Linked DNA regions of Mus musculus: all the other regions are linked to region 2. The links are chromatin contacts, called in public Hi-C and promoter capture Hi-C maps. All regions are on one chromosome and are shown on one strand. The core of a region is the stretch at or near the end of the contact, and the rest is flanking DNA. Distances in the headings are between cores, read along the strand shown.

What was found. Promoter capture Hi-C pulls out the DNA fragments that hold promoters and counts their contacts. Hi-C and Micro-C count contacts between places; a contact is called where the count stands out from the background.
Region 1: a promoter capture Hi-C map of embryonic stem cells shows a contact between it and region 2, with 4 times the contacts expected there. The contact joins the promoter of Zpld2 here to the promoter of Extl1 in region 2. A contact is called at or near these places in 13 of 39 promoter capture datasets (the HPC-7 cell line, HPC-7-derived erythroid cells, cranial neural crest and 8 more), 19 of 484 Hi-C or Micro-C datasets (the Ba/F3 cell line, the G1E-ER4 cell line, Sertoli cells and 10 more), 3 of 115 datasets of contacts at active chromatin or transcription factors (bone marrow-derived macrophages, embryonic stem cells and stem cell-derived neural progenitor cells) and 5 of 9 other capture datasets (adipose tissue, embryonic stem cells, liver and 2 more).
Region 3: a Hi-C map of liver shows a contact between it and region 2, with 2.5 times the contacts expected there. The contact joins the enhancer-like site here to the promoter of Extl1 in region 2. A contact is called at or near these places in 2 of 484 Hi-C or Micro-C datasets (liver and nephron progenitors) and 3 of 9 other capture datasets (adipose tissue, liver and pancreatic islet).

What each region holds. Positions count from the first base shown.
Region 1 is chr4:134,201,704-134,204,840 of GRCm38.p6, reverse strand. It overlaps Zpld2 (zona pellucida like domain containing 2), which reads left to right and starts at 1,837. Exons shown (of 8, transcript NM_001080712.1): 1 at 1,837-2,923. The coding sequence starts at 1,849.
Region 2 is chr4:134,370,809-134,374,005 of GRCm38.p6, reverse strand. Extl1 (exostosin-like glycosyltransferase 1) reads left to right here and starts at 1,459. Exons shown (of 11, transcript NM_019578.2): 1 at 1,459-3,048. The coding sequence starts at 2,288.
Region 3 is chr4:134,158,812-134,161,806 of GRCm38.p6, reverse strand. The region is part of intron 3 of Cep85 (centrosomal protein 85); the gene reads left to right. Among named protein-coding and RNA genes, the nearest start is that of Cep85, 27 kb to the left of the region's middle. Within about 2 kb of position 1,571, at least 56 of the 459 cell types and tissues checked have an H3K27ac peak or open chromatin away from gene starts, as enhancers often do. A contact at or near this core is called in adipose tissue, liver and pancreatic islet, where this site is marked.

The DNA.
Region 1 (3,137 bases), core at 588-3,087, 170 kb after region 2:
AACAGAGCACAGCAGGGTTCAGGGGTGGGGATGGTTGTTGTTGTCTTTCTATCTGGATTCTCACAGCTCCTACAGCAGTGTTAATTTGAATGAGACACATTTGCCTACAGTGTCACCTGCTCTCTCTTCTCTGGCATGAAGCATTTGAAAAATTAATAGTTTTATTAGTTGGGAATTTTAGCTGGAGAGATGGCTCAGCGGTTAAAGGCACCGGCTGCTCTTCCAGAGGTCCTGAGTTCAATTCCCAGCAACCACATGGTGGCTCACAATCATCTGTAATGGGTTCTGATGCCCTCTTCTGGCTTGCAGGTGTACATGCAGATAGAGCACTCATATACATTAAATAAATAATTAAATAAGTATTTAAATAAATGGAAAGGAGAATTTAATACAAAGTATCACCCTACCCTCTCCTTCTTCTTTTATTTTTTTAAAGAATTATTTATTTATTTTATTCATATCAGTACACTGTTGCTGTCTTCAGACACACCAGAAGAGGGCATCTCATCCCATTACTGATGGTTGTGAGCCACCATGTGGTTGCTGGGATTTGAACTCAGGACCTCTGGAAGAGCAGTCAGTGCTCTTAACCACTGAGCTATCTCTCCAGCCCCTCTCCCCCCCCTTAAGAAGATACTATTTCTAAGTAAACACCTTAGTCCTCCAGCTCTTAGAATCTTTCCAGCACCCCCACCCCGCCCCCACCCCAGACTTTAGGTGAAGGGATGTGTTTCAGATCCATCTGTTGGGGCTGGGCACTCCAAGGTCAGTTCTCTGAGTTTTGACTAGTTGTGGCTTTCTGTAATGGTGTCCGTTGGCGGCAGCTGCTGCTGCTGCTGCAGAAGCTGGAGAGAGCTACACCTCTATGTGGCTATGAGGTGAGTATTTAGCATGCAGTCAGGAGCCTGCAGCAGAAGGCTCTCCAGCCAGTCTCTGAAATCGATCAGGGCAGAGCTGACAGGAAATGAGCGTGACTCGCTATACGAACTCGCCGCTGCTCCACTATTAGTTGTATTGGAACTCCTCATCAGGAGCGCGGGAGCTCAAGTGCCTAGGAAGTGGTAGGAACAGTCAGCCAGTGTCTTTATTTTCCTTGTTCCTGTTTTCGCAGGCAATGTTGCCTCAATCCCACCTTCCTCAAAAGGCGTTGAGCTTAACAAGAATCTCTCCTGCCCGTCCACAAGTTCAGTTGTGTCTCAGCGAACCAATGGCCCTACTTCCACAAAGGAACTCAACAGTTTATCAGTGAACAAGGCAACCACATCTCAGTCCCAGGGACAGATGACATCAGCTACTCTTCCAACATCACCCCAAAGCAGTAGTGAAACAGAGACCACTGAGCAGACGGTACACACGGCCGTGAAGACAGTCACCAATAGTATGTCACTGTTAGATTCCACGGTGACCTCTGCAGCAAAGGAGCTGGTAGAGTCATCCGAAACCACAATTTTATTCACTGTAGCCACTCCACCCTCACCAACACCGGACAAAGCCATTGACACAAATAAACCTTTACACACGGCGGCCATGACAACTAGGGACACCTCTTCACCAATCACAGCTAACCTGAGGACCACTGTGCTTAGCACAGGCACATCTGAGTCTCAGGAAAGGGACACTACAACTGTACCCCCAACCCCAGCAACAAGCCCCACAATGACGAGCAAGCCACAGGACACACACCACAACACAGTCACACAGATGCCCTCCCAGCCAGCACAGACGGACTTAAGCGACAGCAGGACTAAACTCACAACACTGCCACCACCAAGGCCCATCACCACTGGAATGAGATCCTCAGTGTCCCCAAGCCCAGGGGAGGCAGACATGACCATGACGACACCTTTGATGACAACAACAACTTCAATGACAACAACCTCAATGACATTAAGCACACCAGAGGATGCCATCCTGTCATCTGGAACTGGGATACCCACCGTGCCTGAGAAGTTAACTCTAACTGCACCCTCATCAACACTGGATAAAGCCATTGACACAAATAAACCTTTACACATGACAACTGTGACAATTAGGGACACCTCTTCACCAACCACAGCTAATCTGAGGACCGTTGTGCTTAGCACAGCCACATCTGAGACTCAGGAAAGGGACACTACAACTGTACCCCCAACCCCAGCAACAGGCCCCACAACAATGAGTATGTCACCTGGCACACACCACAGCACAATCACACAGACACCTTCCCAGCCACAGACGGACTCAAGCGACAGCAGGACTAAACTCACAACACTGCCACCACCAAGGCCCATCACCACTGGAATGAGATCCTCAGTGTCCCCAAGCCCAGGGGAGGCAGACATGACTGTGACAACAACAACAACTTCAATGACAACACCCTCAACGACATCAAGCACACCAGAGGATGCCATCCTGTCATCTGGAACTGGGATACCCACCGTGCCTGAGAAGTTAACTCTAACTGCACCCTCATCAACACTGGATAAAGCCATTGACACAAATAAACCTTTACACACAACAACCGTGACAACTAGAGACACCTCTTCACCAACCACAGCTAATCTGAGGACCACTGTGCTTAGCACAGGCACATCTGAGACTCAGGAAAGGGACACTACAACTATACCCCCAACCCCAGCAACAGGCCCCACAACAATGAGTATGTCACCTGACACACACCACAGCACAATCACACAGACACCTTCCCAGCCAGCACAGACGGACTCAAGCGTCAGCCTGGGTACAACCCAGTCATCGGACCATTCTACAGCCCTTGTTCCTAGCTCCTCAGAGACAACCAAATCCTCCACTATGATCGGGACCAGTAAAGCACCCTCCAACTCTAACCAGAGCAGTGGTCCGGGAGGTGGCACCTGTGCTTTGGATGAGTATCAGGCCAGTACCGGAGGTTGTGCGTGCAATGACAGCTACTATTCCCACTTGGGTAAGTGCGTATAATCCCTTCCAGGAAGTGGTCATTGTCTACTGCTGCTGCTGTTTCTCCTCCTCCTCCTCCTCTCCTTCCTCCTCCTCTCCCTCCTCCTCTTCTCCTCCTCTTCCTCCTCCTTCCCCTCCTCTTCTTCTCCCTCCTCCTCTTCTTCCTCCTTTTCTTTGTAAAGTTTCTCTTTTATTTTAATTTTATGTGTATGGATAACATG
Region 2 (3,197 bases), core at 210-2,709:
CTAGCACAGGGGACACAGAGACACGCAAGATCAAGGCTAGCCTGGTTTATATAGTGTGTTCTTGGCTACATAGAGAAACACTGCCTCAGAATAAAAGAGAAGATGTATAGATAGATGGCTTAGGACCTGGCTAAGCCATGGGAATACAGGCAAAGTTACTCAAGTTCCCTGAGCCTCAACTTTCTCTTCTGTAAAATGGGAATGATAGTAATATCTCCTTTATAGTCATTTCCAGCGTGCTCAGGACATAGTCACCTACACTATTACTCTTATTCAGCATGGCACTTCCAGTGCCTCCCTGGGAACCTGGTCCAAGTTAGGATGCGAAGGATCTCTTAGATGATTGAACATGGATGTGGCCAGAGCAAGCTTGAGCCCCTGAAGGAGGGTCCTGGCTCTGACTCAGGAGTCTCAGCCGCTTCCTAGAGGAAGGGAACCTTCTGCCAATTCCAAGCCTGGTGGGATGGCAACAGCGCATGCCCACACCTGTCTCCTGCGTGAGAAAGCCTGCGGTTTGCCTGAGCAGCTGTCTATCACGGAGCGACCTACCTCTTACTGCAAGAGGCCAGATTCTTCTTGATCCCATTTTGAGGATGTTCCTGGGCACCTCACTGTGCCCTGCCCTCAGGCTGCTCACCAAGGAGGAGAGGCCAGCGGAAGGATACTTCCTTGTTGAAGGACACCCCACCAAGTGCTCTTGTAGGACCTACAATAGCAACCCTCCAAGGGAATGATGTTAATCCATTTTAAAGATGCAGGTAGACACTGCCCAGCTCCATTCAGTGGCCGAGGGGACAAGAAGAGGCCCCATCAGGCCAGGCTCTGAGTTCAAATCTTCACCTGGACACATCAAAGCTGGGTCACCTTAAGAAAGGCAATCCCTGCTCTGCGCTTCATTTTTCTCAATAGTAAAAAAGACAAAAGAGCTGGTGATGTAATTCAGTGATAGAATACTTGTCTAGTGTGCACAAAGCCTTGGGTTCTACTCCCAGTACCACAACATCAATTCTAAAAATAGACAATGATAATCGTAATAAAAGGGGGGGGGAAAGGCAGATAAACATCTACTTTGGATCACTGGTAAAGACCTTGGAGAGAAGCAAACTGTCAATCCACAGCCACCAGTGAGGTATGGTGCCCTCCTGACCATTATTAATCTTCCAGAGCCAGGCGTGATGGCAGGTAGCTGGCATTCGAGCACTCCGAGGTGAAGACAGATTGATCAGGGACTCAAAGTCCTTGGTTGCAAGGTGGGTTTGAAACCAACCGGGGCTACAGGAACATCCCCACCCCCCTCGTCTCAAAAAAAAAAAAAAAGGAAAAAGAAACGAAACGGTACCCCAGCGAAAGAGGTTGCAAGGGGTTAAGTGGAAACCCTGCCTCCTAGCCAGGAGCCAATCAGAGCTGGCGGGGGTGTGGCCAGGCTGCTGCTGCTGCGAAAGAGAGCTGGACCGACTTGATACCTTCTGGAGTGGGACCTGGAGCTGCCGGCTGGACCTGTGGGGCAGGAACAGGAATTTGGAGCGTAGGTCTTGCCCTCTGCCCTGTGACAGCTCCTAGCCGGAGGGTGCAGAGCAGCTGCCTGGGTTAGGGGCCATAGCCGAGGGGAAGAAGACCACACTCCGAACCTTCTCATTCCCCAGGCGGCGGGCATGGGATGCACTCCGGCTCCAACTTCAGCTGGCTCTGGTGGCCCACATGGACACAAGGTCTATTTATAGTTCTGCCACAGAAGGCCAGCCACCAAACACAGGGGTAGCCAGGGTTTTTTTCAAGAGCTTTTGGGGCAGAGGGAAGAGTGGGAGAGGACAGTCCTGCCTCCTTCTACATCATCCTTGGCCACCCCCTCCCGATACCCACTCCCCATGAACCCAGACAGTTCTCCATAGATAGCCTGCCCTTGGGTCAAGGGTAAGATCAGGGGTGCAGTCCTGAGCGCAAATGGACACGATCTTGTGGTCTGGACAAGGGTTGCATCAGCCCGAGCAGTGGCCCAGGGCAGAGGTCCCGATGAGAGGGCAAAGGGTGGCAAGGTTGTGTGAAGGTAGAGAAAGCAGTCGGAGAGTGGGAATGCAAATTTAGAAAGCCAGAGCCTCCTTGGACTTCCCACGAGGGGTCAATCCCACAGGTGGCCAATGGTTAGTCGAACTTAGCTAGGGGACCTGCCTTCAATGGTGAGAGCGCTGGACCAGAAGGCTGATTTCCAGCTCCCTCCTGCCTGGGGTCGCCTCCTCCACTTGCTACAGAAATTCCTCACTTCCTTCTAGTCCTAGCTGTTGGTGGCCACATGCTGTGGAGAAGAAAGTCCTTCTGGCTGGCGTTGTCAGCCTTCTGGCTCCTCCTCGTCCTCCTAGGAGTCTTCCCCCTTCGCCTGGCAGTGTTGCCCGGTCCTCTTCCAGGGCGCTCCCAAGGCTGGCCCCGCTGGCTGGATGCTGCCTTCTTACAGAGTTTCTCCCAGTCTGAGACGAACCCAGAAGATGTCGCACAGCTCCCTCGGGTCTCTCGGGGAAGCAGCTGCACCTGGGGAGCCTGCTTTGACACCTCCAAGTGTAGGGGAAAGGTCCTCAAGATCTTTGTGCACTCCCCGGCTGGTCCGACCTCTGAGGCTCAGCGCAGGATCCTGGATTCCTTGGAAGGCTCCCGCTACTCTGCACTCAGCCCAGCAGACGCTTGCCTTCTCCTTTTTCTCCCCAGCCAGGATCGTAGAGGAGCCTGCGGGCCCCTGCCTCCGAACTGGAACGGAGGCCGGAACCATCTGGTGTTGAGTCTCTACCCAGCCCCTTGCACCAGGCTGGGACAGGCGATGGTAGCTGAGGCCAGCCCCTCCTCGGACATCTTCCGACCGGGCTTCGATTTAGCGCTCCCGTATCTCCCCGAAGCTCACCCATTGCGAGGTGGGGCTCCCGGCAAGCTGCAGCAGCACAGTCCCCAACCTGGGGCCACCTTACTGGCGGTAGCAGAGGAGAAAGGCAGGTGGCGTATCACAAGCACCCACGCCTCAGCCTGCCTCTGGGACAGGCACTGTGAGCAAGACCCTGGACCCCAGCAGTAAGTAAACCTACCCTTGGGGAGCCGCTGAGTGGGAGGGAACTCCTGAGTGGGAGGCGGCTGGGACAGGAGCAGATCCAGAGGATGGAGTGAAGGGTTAAGATTGTCATCCTGTCCGACAAACTCTCAGCCGCAGTAGGAGAGAGAGG
Region 3 (2,995 bases), core at 322-2,821, 210 kb after region 2:
TCTCTGCTCATCCTCTGCCCTACGGCGTTCTTCTTTTTCCTCTGTTTCTCTCCTGATACGTTCCTCTCTTTCTTCCGGGGTTTCTCGCTTATTAAAGATCTTTTCAGCTTCCCTCACTAAGTCTCCTAAGGTCTTGCTCTTTAAATCTTCTAACCGCTCTAACTTTCGCCCGATATCCGGGGCAGACTGCCAGATGAATGACATAGACACATTGGTTTCTTGCCCTGGGTCCTCAGGGTCATAAGGAGTGTACCTGCGATAGGCCTCCTTGAGTCTCTCTAAAAAGGCTGAGGGAGACTCATTAGGTCCCTGGGTTATCCCTTTTACCTTGGCCAAATTGGTGGGGCTTCTGCCCGCGTTTTGGAGACCCGCTAAGAGCAACTGGCGATAGAGGACTAGGTGGTTCCTACCTTCTGTAGTGGTGTAATCCCAATCGGGGCGTTCAAGGGGAAAAGCAGCATTGACTTCATTAGGCAACTGAGTGGGGCGTCCATCATTGCCCCGGACTGCCTTTCTAGCCTCTAGGAGCACCCGCTGCTTTTCTTCTCCGGTCAGCAGGGTCCCCAACAACTGCTGACAGTCGTCCCAGGTGGGCTGGTGGGTGATGAGGACGGACTCAATCAAGGCCGTCAATTTACCTGGATCTTCAGAAAAGGAAGGGTTATTATTTTTCCAATTGTATAAGTCCGAGGAGGAAAACGGCCAATACTGAAGCTGGCCATCTCCCCCCATGCGGAGTGGGAATGCCTGGGAGGAGGTGGAGTCCGCTGCGGGAGGGTCCCTCCTTCCCCGCAGTCGAGACACCATGGGAGAAGGGGGGGAAACCTCGGAGGTGGCGGCCGCCTCTTCTTCATCGTTCCCTCTGGCAGAGGAGGAAGGTTGTGCTCCGTACGGCGGGGGGTCCTCTGTGAGAAGGTCAATGAGAGGTCCGCCGTTATCAGGGAGAACCTGGGGCTTAGGAGGTTTGGTCTTTATAGAGGGGGTAAGGGCAGGGTAAAGGGCAGATCGGGACGGAGGTTGCGCAGAAGGACCGGGCGGGAGGACGGGAGCTGTCGGTAAAGGAGGGGGTTTTGGAGAGACAAACGGTTTGACCCACGGAGGGGGGTCATAGGCAAGTGCCTCCCAGGTGACGATATATGGGACCTGATCCGGGTGTCCGTGGGGACCAGGACAAAACACTCTAGACTTGACCTGAGAGATAATACCTAAATTAAAAGTACCATCCTGAGGCCATCCCACATTGAAAGTTGGCCATTCGGCGGAACAGAAGGTAACCCAGCGCCTCTTCCTGACATCCACAGACTGATTGGATGCAATGCGCTGGACATCTCCCCAGTGCTGCAAGGTTAGACTCAGAGGGGTAGTTACGGTCTGTCCCATGATCTCGAAAACACTTAAAGACAGGAGAAAACTAACGAAGGACAAAAGGACAACAAACAAATCAGACGCGCGGCGCGGTTTCGGCGTAAAACCGAAAGTAAAAAATTCAGACGGGGGAGGGAAGTGTCTCCGCCTCTCGTCCCCCAACAAAGCCACGTGCCCCTCGGACAGTGGAGGAGCTCCAAAAAGTCCGACTCGGGTAGGTTAACTGATACAGAATGGGCCACAAAACGGGCCCCCGAGGCCGCTGGGACGTCTCCCAGGGCTGCGGCCGGGAATACGAACTCGTCAGTTCTTCCGCAGAACCGCCAGATACAGATCTAGTTAGCTAACTAGTACAGACGCAGGCGCAAACATTAGATGCCGGCACAAACACGCAACACGCACGGAGACAGAGACAGACACGAAACGACCGCTGGCCAGCTTACCTCCCGGCGGGGGTCGGTGGTCCCTGGGCAGGGGTCTCCTAATCTCGGTGGAACCTCCAAATGAAAGACCCCCGAGGTGGGTGGTCAATCAATCTGAGGAGACCCTCCCAAGGATCAGCGAGACCACGATTCGGATGTAATCAGCAAGAGGCTTTATTGGGAACACGGGTACCCGGGCGACTCAGTCTGTCGGAGGACTGGCGCGCCGAGTGTGGAGTTCTTACCCTTTTTATAGGGCTGGGGCTGGGGAGCAAAAAGCGCGGGTACAGAAGCGAGAAGCGAGCTGAGTGGTTAGTTCAAATCAAGGCTTGGGGTATTTCCTGGTCATTTGGGGAACCTGAAACTGAGGTGGGACTTTTTCAGAAACTGTTGCTGGTTCCGCTTTATCTGGGTACCATCTGTTCTTGGCCCTGAGCCGGGGCCCAGGCGCTTGACCACCGATATCCTGTTTGGCCCTTGTCCTAGTATTATTCAGCCTTGATTTGTAACTGTTAATCTTTAACTGAACTTCCTTGTAACTTTTGAGAGCTCAGCTCTGGTACTTTTTCATGCCTTGCAAAATGGCGTTACTGCAGCTAGCTTGCTAAGCCTTATGGTGGGGTCTTTCATGTTTTATTTTTATTGAGGCTAAGGGAAAGTGCTTACCCAGAGTTTAACTTCCAGCACCACAAGCACACAGTGATTTTGTTTGTTTGTTTGTTTGTTTGCTTGTTTACTTGCTTGCTGAAATCTTGTCCTTCCATCACACCCACACCCTCTCCCTCCCCTCTTCCTTCCTCTTCTTCCTTTTTATTCTTTCCTTTCCTTCCCTATGTCCCCCCCCCACCCTCTTTCCTTTCTTTCACGAGGTGTCTCATCTGTCCCAGGCTGTTCTAGAACTTATATGTAGCAAAGGATGGCCTTGACCTTCTTCTCTTCCTATCTCCACTTTCTGTTTGTGGGCATATGCTATACTACCCAGTTTAAGCAGAGTTAACCCAGGACTTCATGGATGCTGGCAAGCAGATGCAGTCTACCTACCCTAGAGCTCATTGACTCAGCTAGACCGTGTCCGACAAGACTGTGTCCGACAAGCCTCGAGGGGTCTCTTGCACTAGGATGAAGAGCTTTTGCTACCTTGCTCAGCTTTTTGCATGGGGCTGGTAATTAAACTCAGGTCACCAGACTGGGTCACAGCAAGTATTTTA